2 separate regions of the Bombyx mori genome follow, and region 2 is linked to region 1. The links are chromatin contacts, called in public Hi-C maps. All regions are on one chromosome and are shown on one strand. Each heading gives the region's core, a stretch centred on a gene start, on an enhancer-like site or on the middle of the called end of the contact. The rest is flanking DNA. Distances are from core to core; before and after follow the strand shown.

What was found. Hi-C and Micro-C count contacts between places; a contact is called where the count stands out from the background.
Region 2: a contact with region 1 is called in a Hi-C map of middle silk gland, with 1.4 times the contacts expected there. The contact joins the enhancer-like site here to the promoter of LOC692674 in region 1. A contact is called at or near these places in 2 of 7 Hi-C or Micro-C datasets (middle silk gland and whole pupa).

The regions. Positions count from the first base shown.
Region 1 is chr27:6,433,003-6,438,684 of ASM3026992v2, reverse strand. It overlaps LOC692674 (transcriptional activator cubitus interruptus), which reads right to left and starts at 2,802. Exons shown (of 21, transcript XM_062676509.1): 1 at 2,493-2,802.
Region 2 is chr27:6,476,059-6,481,446 of ASM3026992v2, reverse strand. All of the region lies in intron 1 of LOC692674 (transcriptional activator cubitus interruptus), which reads right to left. Among protein-coding and RNA genes, the nearest start is that of LOC134201515, 21 kb to the right of the region's middle. Within about 2 kb of position 4,091, at least 7 of the 8 cell types and tissues checked have open chromatin away from gene starts, as enhancers often do.

The sequences.
Region 1 (5,682 bases), core at 1,553-4,052:
CTTAAGGCGCGGGGACCTCGTAGAAGGGTCAGCCCCGGCCCAGAAAAAAAGAGAACTCGAAAAGGCGTGATCTCGAAAAGGCGTATCTCGTGATAATGCGGCTTTCATATTCCACTTCACGGTAAGTTGTTACTAGGGTCCCCGGACATCGCGAATAACGCCGCCCGCGTTAGGATACGGAATTTCTTTTTAATACTAACAGATGGATGATCATTTACCCCGAAACATATGACTGCTTTGAAGAAATACGAAGGGTGATGGTGAATACGTGCCTGTGCGTACAAACTCATAATTCACCTACCACTACTACTGACTTGTGGACATAGCCTTAGTTTTCCTACCTAAGCTGATAGTCTTGAGAGGCTATATCAGCTTCTCCTTGACGTGTAAGTGAGCTCACGGGGCTCAAACCGGGTGTGTTGCTAACACTGGCCCTAGCAAGAGCAGTGCTTCGCAGAATCTAGCACCGGATCGGAAACGCGACCAACTGAGAAGATCTGGCGAGAAACTCAGTGGGCTGTGTCTATGGGTTAATTCACTCGTTGAGCCCTTCGTCGTAAGCAATAGGTTCGACGAGGACGGTGACCGGTGGACATAGCCAGTGAACATAAATAATGTTCAGAAGCAAAGCTAAGCGGTAACCCTAAGGTATTTTAAAATCTTATTTTTTTTATGGCCTTTGTGGGTAGTCGAGCATATGGCCCATCTGATAGTTACCATCACTCATAGATGACAGCAATGCCAGGGGCAGAGCCAAGTTGCTGCCTACCATTAAGTACTCTCCGCAAGCCTCGTTTGAAGAACGACATGTAAAATTGTTATTTAAAGAAAGTCATTTCATTTTCTGATTATAAGTTATCGAGTATATCGATGCCTGATGGTGTATGATCAATGTCTCTCATGGTATGAGGTTGCTGATGCAATGCCAGGGGCACAGCCAAGCGGCTGCCTTCAAATGGCGCGTTTGTAATATTTCCGCCATTTATAATTAATATCACAATGTCACATGTGTGTTTATTTTTCATGTTAAGCCCGGTGCTTATTGATAGTACCGGTAGTAACCGTTCTCGTCGAACCCGTCGACGAGCGAATTAACCCATAGACACAGCCCACTGAGTTTCTCGCCGGATCTTCTCAGTGGGTCGCGTTTCCGATCCGGTGGTAGATTCTGCGAAGCACTGCTCTTGCTAGAGCCAGTGTTAGCATCACTCCGGAAGGCTATCAGCATAGGTAGGAGGAAAAGTTGATAAGTACATGGCCCTTTCTGCCATCAATTAATTACGAAAGTGTAAAGACGATTCGCTTAAACTCTAAAGATTGGAATCATCAGTAGGTATTTGATTGTAATAGCGACCCCGATCTCATCCCTTAAGGTGGACAATGGCTTTAACTTCACATAGTACATGATTTACCAGTCAAATACTAAGCGGGGAACAAAAATGAAAAATTGATCTAATGTTTCAGAGAATTAAAAGTTAATTATTGAAGTTAGGCAAGATTTTTTTTATTATTTTGTTTGTCAAATTTAACGCGATTTATTTAAAAGAATATTCATCGTCGTTCGATAATGGATTTTTTGATCGACCAGAACCCAATCTTACTAATGTCACTTTCCCAACTTTCTTGCGTATCAAGCTACGTTCGACAAACTATATCGAGAAAATACAGGCTGAAATGGTAACGATTTTGTATTCATTGTAAAATTGTACTATCGATTTGATTTCCTGCATCTCATTATTATATTTATTAAAATGATATAATATCAGGTTTTGTTCACGGTCAAAATTAAATTATCTCATAATATATCTGACGTAACTAGCATTTGGGGTTTCGGTTTTAGAGATATGATCTAACAAATTCTTCTGCTTTTTCTTTTTTAACAATTAACGAGAAACTATGATGTAATTTATTTGCGTATTTATATGCAGCCAAGTTTATAGAATAGGTAATGTAAGCGCAGTGTATCAAAATATTCACATTCGTTTTTTTAACAAAAAAGATAATCATAAAACGTCTCTTATAACGATAAATCAAAATAATATCTTCCATTATTCAGCTTACATCCGTCCCGCTTCAGAGAATCAAAACTTATACGTGTTGAATTTAAGAAATGTTAAATACGTAATCCTCTCTGTTCAGAAGTGACATATAAAATGTAAAAACTCCGGTCAATCCCGGGAATAACGAAAAACGTGACTGAACTGCAACATGGGCTCCCCGTCGTCCTGGTCTCTCCTTTGTTTTTGAACACACAAAAAGTCCAATCCCTTTTCGACCAAAATCGTAGCAGGTACAAAATACTCGAGCCACATGTTCAGAACTTTTAACTTCACTTGTCACTTTTAAAAATATATTTCAATGCATTTTCAGCGTTACATTTGAAAACAAAAAAAAGAAAAACAGGTAATTCATAAAATCGTTTTTGTCGAGCTGTGAATTATTTTAAACTTTTACTAAGAATAAATTCGATTAAGTGAATTCAGATGACTTACAGAAAAATATCTTCATTAGTCGGGTCATCTCGTGTCAAACTATATCGCCGGCAAAGCAATCCATTCGCATAATAATAAATACCGCACATAACACATGCTCACTTGTCAATTTATAAAACCAAAAATAAAACTATTTGTCACAGCGGGATAAATAAATAAATAGTCACTTTACACCCACGGCAATAACCGTTCGCGTGGTTTCAAAATGTTTGTTTTTTTTATTTAAGAAATAATAACGATTTCAAATCAATTAAAATACGAACACGTCCACTATCGACGCGGCCCGAGCCGACATAGAATAGTAATAGCGGCCGGCCAGCGGGTCTGCGGGAGGACACGGACGGCGATTCCATCTCAATCTCGCCCGTCGAAACGAGACAGTAACATGACAATAAACGTTTGTAAAACGTCAGGAGCGAAAGAGACAGCCGTTTTCTCATTACACACGCGTCGAACGTGACATTTCAATAATTACGTCCCGCTCGCACTGAGAGTTATTTCAATACAAATAACATGGAAACGAATTTTTTCGTTGTCTCTCTCTGGCGGGGATAGTGCTAACCAGATAATGTCTTAATCGCATTTCCTCAGCGCTATGCTGAATGATGCACTAACATAAACAAAGATAATTCATGAATTTGCATGGTCGATAAAAGTTTTTTATCGAGTCTAGTGGACGTTTAAAATAACTCAGTGAGTGGGAGGTCTGACACTAATTGCAGGTGTTAGTTGATTCAAGGCAATAATGCTTAATCTGGGTAATCTAGAAAATTAATTTGGTCAATAAGAATCTTTTAATACAATTAATATTAAGTTGGATATAATCAATTTAAGAAAAAAAAAGAACGTATTGAAAAAAATTATTCGAACCTTTGAATTTAGTTTATTTTTAATAGTTTTCAATTTATTCCATGTGTTAATAAAATCTATATATCATCGAGTTTTGTAGTATTAAATAGATACATTTATGTAACTTTGCTATTTACCGCACAGGAAGTTTTTATCGAAATCTAATTTGAAGATCACTTTAAAGTTTAAAGCCTAATACCGAATTTCTCAAACATAAGATCTACGTAAATTGATTGTTCCGACCGTATTTATTATAATACATTGATTAGTGTTGCACATATTGTGAATACTAATCGGGTTTTATTAATAATAACTGTATTAGCCAAACTGACTGCAACATTTTATTTATTGCTTAGATGAGTGGACGAGCTCACGGCCCACCTGGTGTTAAGTGGTTACCGGAGCGCATAGACAACATAAATGCCGTATACCTAAGGCAAGAGTTCTAAGGTATTATTAGTTTTAACAGTACAACAGCTGTCCCACCCTTCAAATCGAAACACATTACTGCTTCACGGCAGAAATAGGCAGAGTAGTGGTACCTATCCGTGCGGACTCACAAAACGCCCTACCACCATTTATTACGCAAATTATAATTTTGCGGGTTTGATTTTTATTACACGATGTTATTCCTTCACCGTGGAAGTCAGTCGTGAACGTTTGTTAGTACGTATTTCATTAGAAGAATTGGTATCTGCTTGCGGGATTTGAACACCGGCACAGTCGCAAGATACGAATGCACCAAACGTCTTATCCTTCAGGCCACGACCTCTTCAATTAGAATCTAATGAATAACAAAAATTACTGTAACTCAAATTTTATAACCTTGCCATCCGTCTAGATATATTAAAGATTTATCTTAGAATTTGGTGTCTTGCCTAAGTTGACATGTTACTCGCAAAATTAATTTACAAATTGTGGTTTAATTATCATACCTCATATTATTTTAAGGATTAGGTACACATGGGAAATCTTTGGGTGTATTGAACTATGTACTATTAAGGATTGTTTTAAATTTTCACGACTACATAACGCAGATGGGCTCTCACCCCGATTTTCAAATTTCACGAGTTCCTCATAAATCAAAATCGACGTGTTGCAAGCGCCACAATCACGGATAGACTGAAGAGTGAAGACTGGCATAGGATGTTGGGCGCAGAAAAGTCTGTCAACCTTCTTTCTAGTCAGTTTTTTTGGTGTTACCACTGGAACTCGAATAGTGTTCAGAAAAAACTCTCAATACTGTGGGTTTACGTTGTTAAGGCGAGTCGACGAGTCATCGCAACCGCTCCGAAGTATCGGGAATTCCTGAAATATAAAAATCGTGGTAAGGACCTGTAAAATAATTGTGTGTGCGTGTGTGTGTGTGTGTATTTGTGTGCGTGTGTATGGATAAAGGATTTAAGAAAATGAAATTTGTCTACAAGTCTTATTTAATTTATTATTAGAAGTTTAGCGTCACGTTGTCTTCATACAGACAAACAGAAGAAGGTTTTACAACGTAAGTGATTTTTGCAAATTAGGATAAAATAAATCCAGAATCTCATAGTAGCATGTGGTGGTGCGGTGACAAACAATCCTTCAGAGAATTTAGTGATTAATTCGACCGCATCTGATTTATATCGGATTTTCTTCCTCTTAACTAAATTCTTCTAATACTTAAAACACATTTGGTGTGTTCCATCTTTAGTATTAAGTATTAAATTAAATCCAGTGCAAACAATAATGTAATATGTCCGAACAGTAACGAAGAGAAATGAAAATCATAAGTTAAATCGCGCTTTTGTGTAGGTATTTTGGTAGGAACCTTATTAACTTACTGCAGGCTATTAATCTCCCGCTCCTACTCATTTAAACCAACCAAAAATATATTATTACCGATACGTTCGTTAACAATAAAAGATGTAAAAAATATATACGGACTAAATAATTATCTAAACGTCAAGTGGTCGGTAAATACTCATCACTGAATATTTACTTGCGTTGACTGCCGTGTTAATATTTAAACTGGGATGAGGAGCGGTGACGTCTCAAGCAATACACTTACTTGTGTTCCGGGAAAACGGACGAAAGAATCTAGAGAATTTTAGAGACCCCATGAACAAGGGCGCGTTTGGTTAATCGCTTTTATTGACTTTAAGACGAACATGATAGTGGACGTTCGTTGATACCAGCATTGCGAGAGACAGGTCTGAACCGAAGACTTAGGCCAGAGGTCGGCAAAGTGCGGCTCCGGGGCCGCATGCGGCTCTTTAAGCTCTTGAGTTTGACTCTGACACAAATATCCTACGGGCTTGCCTGGCCTCTAATATTATCCGGCTGTGGACGAAATTTATTTATT
Region 2 (5,388 bases), core at 2,842-5,341, 41 kb before region 1:
ACATTCGCCTTAAAAGACCTACGACGTCATTGCCAAAAAGCTTCCAATTTAATGTACTCGCAAACACAAATAATAATCTTTAGTTTTTTTTTTGTATTATTAGAAATACCATCTATATTCAAGACTATCAAAGATTTCATAGATGAAAAATTATTGGTTAAATATTGTAATTTTTTTAATGTATTAGCTGTTTATATGTGAAGCACTATCAGAATAAGTTTTCTTTTTTAAATAAGATGCCTTCTAAACCATTAGGGTATGTTACGAACGAGACCCACATTTATAAATTAACACTCCATTTAAAGATCACAATTGAACTAAAGCCAGTGCTAATTCATGAATCGATTTAGATCTACCAAGGAACTGGACCGCTATGTTATCGGTGAGATAGCATCGTAGAATCGCGCCTGTAGGACAATCTCGTTTAGCTAAGAAAATTAATTAGTTTAAGAGAGAGCAGTACGAAACAGACATGGCACTCGGTAGAAATATCGAAGTAGTATTACAAACAAACAGACATTCTTTAAATCCAATGTTTTAATAAAAAAACATTTTCGTCAATTACATAACACGTTTTTTTTTTTATTGCACTAGATGGATGCTCTATATCACGATTTAGCTAATCGTAAGTGTTCAACGAAGTTCATTGATATCAAACGCCGCCGTCCATTTTGAAACGTGAGGTCAAGTCTCAATTGTACTGTGGTCGGAAGTCCTGGCGTGGAAATTAGGGAACCGGGAGCTTGAAAGTTTGAAATAGGTGCATTTGTGAAATAAGCTGGCCTAAGTATATCTATAAGTGCTCTCTTCCACAAAATGGGCAAAATAGAAAGGAGAATTGCTAGGGCAGATTTTTTTAATTTCACAATTAGTAAAAAAAGATAATAAATAAACATAAACCTGATTTTAATTTTACTGTAATTTAATTTGCTATTTTTTAATATTATACTAGCTGACCCGGCAGACTTCGTAGTGCCTCAATCTACAAATAAAAGACGTAAACTTTTGTATAAAATAAACTTAAGACAAACAAAAGGAATCCGTCCGACGGGGGACACATCAAAAGAAATACAAAATTGTTATTTTTATTTAATTCCGAGCATTTTCATATTTATCTACATTTTAAGCCTTCTCTGAACTTCCACAAATCATTCAAGAACAAAATTAGCCAAATCGGTCCAGTTGTTCTCGAGTTTTAGTGAGACTAACGAACAGCAATTCATTTTATATATATATAGATTTTAATATATACGATAGTCTTGAGACAACACGCTGTATAAAAGATTAGGTAGAAATTATGTCCCTGTCTCTTATCACTTCGATCGCATCGTCGCGAAGCGCCTCTAAGGACACAGCTCTACGCGAGATTACTCTACTCTATACAAAACTTGTTTTATCCAACTGCTATTCAGTATTATGTAAAATCTTAGTTCGAGCGACTATTATAATAATTGATACGCGTTCGTCAGAGCTGACGTTTTGCGATGATGAGTCAACAGCTTAATTAAGGACAGAGGCCCATGGACATCATAACGGGATTGTGTGGAGACCGACGAATTGACCACTGCAAACTATTCGAAAGCAGTTTTTAAATAAAAAATGGCCCTGTGTGAATTAAGTAACTAATTTTGAAGAAAACTTGGGTAGGTACATATTTTTTGCACCGTTTTCATGTATGTGGCATTCCCGTTACAATGTCCATGGACTTCTGATAAATTTAAAGTAATCCAAATGACAGACCCAACTTTGTTGACACAACTTTTCTTCAAAATTAGTTACTCAATTCACACAGGGCCATATTTTATTTAAAAACTGCTTTCGAATAGTTTACAGTTTACAGTGGTCAAGTCGTCCGTCTCCACGAAAACTGTAAGAGCCACGTTTAATCGTAAAAGTTTTGCTATCTATGCTACCGAAAAAAAACCGAACAGAATGTTTTTTTTATGTATTCACGGACTTCAAATGTTCGGCTGAAATAATTTCTGGTCCCACTAGTCTTCTTTTTCTTGCCCTTATCACCCTTGTCCCCAGGCCAATCATACGTTATCTCTGAACTCACACCCTTCTCTCGCATATACACTTTTACACAGCCTATCCAAGTCTCTTTAGGACGCTGCCTCCTCACATTACATTTTACTTTCATAGTGGCCACACTAAACGTAAACTCAATGAATTAAAGATGCATCAAATTTTTAAGGTCAAACATCAATAAATCACTCTACGAACATTTTATTCAGTGGACGTATTTCAAAAGACACATTCGCACGTAGCCGCCTTCTCAACAGTTATGGACAACTACCGGGAAATAGAAAAAAAAAAAGCTATAAATCAATCCGCGTTTTATTAGTACTGTCAACAAATATACATATGTTTTAGGGTTGGATCTATCAAAGCGAATGCGGAATCTATATCAGAACGGTTTTCAACGAGATAATAATTAGTTTATTTAGGACATCATTGTTGCGCGGCAATAAGTTGTTGGTTTACCAGTGATTTTATATTATACGATTTGATCTTGTTAATTCATATTCATTAATTAGATACAAATAGGTTGAAGAAATTTGGAGAATTAAGAAGAGAGATACGTGTTAAAATAAAATGAGTGTGGTAAAATAAGATGATGGATAATATGGCAATACCTAAAGAGGCTGAGGTCACATCCTCCTCTTCGCATCGTGTTCCTCAGTGCCGAGGGTCGTGACCTTTATGGAGCACTTTTATTCGATGTTCCTCCATTCTTTCCTGTCCTCTCCGTGGTGGATAATGACATTGATACTGGAGTCCAATGTCGTCTTAATTTACACATAAAATAAGGTCGCACATAATCGATTAGTGTTATCATTGAAATATTTAAAATTAAATCGATTTTTTTTTCTATTATGCTAATACGGAACCCTCGAACATGAATCCATCCGATCGCACTTATCACATGATCCGACCACGTATGGACATTAAATTAAATGTACGTACAACACGGCGCGAACAAACCGGCCGTGGCGTTGTCACACCGTGTTTTCGCACGGTATCGATACAATCGATTTCAGTCGACCACACGTGACTGATGATCGAAACGATTAGAACACTGGCCGTTTCACTCGATTCAACCTTTTTGAATTTGAAATTCTTTGACGTTCGTAATTTAATTTTCTTGAGTAGAATTTCAGTCTGATCGATTTTTGAAAATTAAGCGGGATTTTATTTTTAAGTCATTAACACGAATCATTAACTTATTTTCATTTAACAAATAATAAATCGCATAGTTAAGTTAACATATTTTAAATTTTTCGAGTGTTTTCATTTTGTTTGGACTTACGTCTGTAATTTGAAAAAGAAAGTGATGAAAAATAGCAAAATAGTTTACAACAAAAAATTGAATATTCCGCAATTAATACTATTTGTTCGTTTGATCCAACAAGGCATAGTATAATAGCGGTAATTACACACAAAAAGATTAACAAACCCGCCCAATCATCCTATTCGGTTTCTAAAGCCACATCCCATAACGCGGCTGTCAATAAAATAGTGACGGGGAAGTGACGTTCACGCGGTATCGATAAAATCGAGTCTCGACTCGCGAGCGCCGGCCACACGGAGCGAGAGTCGTGTGCGAACCGCGTACTTGCACGCCAGCGATTATTAAGTAGTATGCGTTTCAATTGCCCGACGTGTGTTCACTATATTTATTGCACCTTTTCAATGGCTGAATAGAGATAAACACCGTGCTGTGCACAGATTAATGTTGTTTTTGTTCGGCAAGTATAAAACGTCGAGGGTTGTTTGTTATTATTTAATCTGAAGTCGACATCTCGTTGTGAACGTGAACGGGATTAAGTTTAGTCATAAAATTCGAAATTCGATAATTTTTTTTGCTCACACACAAAATCATCTTTGCCGGCATAAAGATCTCTGAGTGTTAACGTAAGTACGAATTATTGATTCCGAGAAATACTTGAGAGCGCTCGAAACTGCACACTTAATTATAAGGCGAAAAATAAAACGAATCAAGCTTCAGACTCGGAGGTAAAGTAACTGGCGGGAGACCCTGTCATTACATACCCTGATTGAGGACCTCCGTGATGATAAAATAGCACTCAATTATAGCGATGACAATTCTCCGATTGCTCATATTGTGAGCCTAATTATAAGTGTGTCGTGTATTTAATGGAAAGGGTATTGGACGAAGTAATAAAACGAATAATGAAAATTTAATTTTTATTACGCTAAACTAGCTCACGGCTCATCTAGTAATATGTGACTGGAGCTTATAAGCGCGCTTACCTTGAAATATGAATAAGTGCGAAGACAGTATCGCTTCGCTTGTGCGAATGCCCTATCACCACTTACAGCAAATTCATTAAGTTAGGAATTTTGAATTAGGAATTTGTTAGTCTCAAAATTAAGTTAACTTCTTTTTTCTTTTCAAAACTAAGTCTGTTCGTTATCTTTTCTGTGAGCGTGGCCGGTTTTTGCGAGGACTTTCCGAGACCTGGAGTGTGGTATAATGAAGCCATTACCCGCAAGAACAAGCCTCGGCGAAGGCAAGTCTTACGAGAAAAAAAAATTACACCGAAAACGCCCGAAGCGACTCTCGTGCGCCGACATGCTGTCTTGCCAGCGTGGAGAAAAGGAATAAAAAAAAAAAAAAAATTTAAAGTTCGTTAGGACTCGTTTCGCGGTCCCGCTTTCGAATTCAAATGTTCAAAAATATCCTTTTATTTTTTTTATGGAACGAAGTTAACCGTTGTCAGAATTTAAGTTTTTAAATAGATCTGCCGCCGTTGTCCGAGTGAGATCTCACTCCGGAATTTTAATGATATAATAATCGAAGTACCTAACTATATATAGACGTATAAATGAAAATATTAATTAATTAATTTCCAATGAACGAATAGCAACTCACTCGGTTATTAGTACGGACGCTTTTTTTATATTTCGTATTGAATAACAAACAGATGATGACGCTGCGTATTTTATACGAAAACATTTCTTAATAACGCATGACTCTCATAGGAGATCTCTATTCACAGGGTCTTGATCCGAGTTAATGATCTGAAACTTTGATAAACTTATTACAATTAAATTGACGAAAAAATATGAAGCAGAATCTGGTAGGAGGCCACGACAACAACTTATCACACGAATTTAGGGTAAACATTCAAACCGCTTTTGTGTTCTTATGAAACTAATTCGACCTTCGTAAAAAGCCTTTACAAAAGATTTAAACATTTGATGAACAATTTCTCCACGCACGTAATTCATAAAAACCATTTTAGATGGAGCCGTTTCCGAGCGTGTAATCGACGATGTACTCGGGAAGACAATTTAAATTTTGAACTCGTCATCACACCGTCCCGGTACATGTTAATCCGAGATCATTAGCCGCGATAA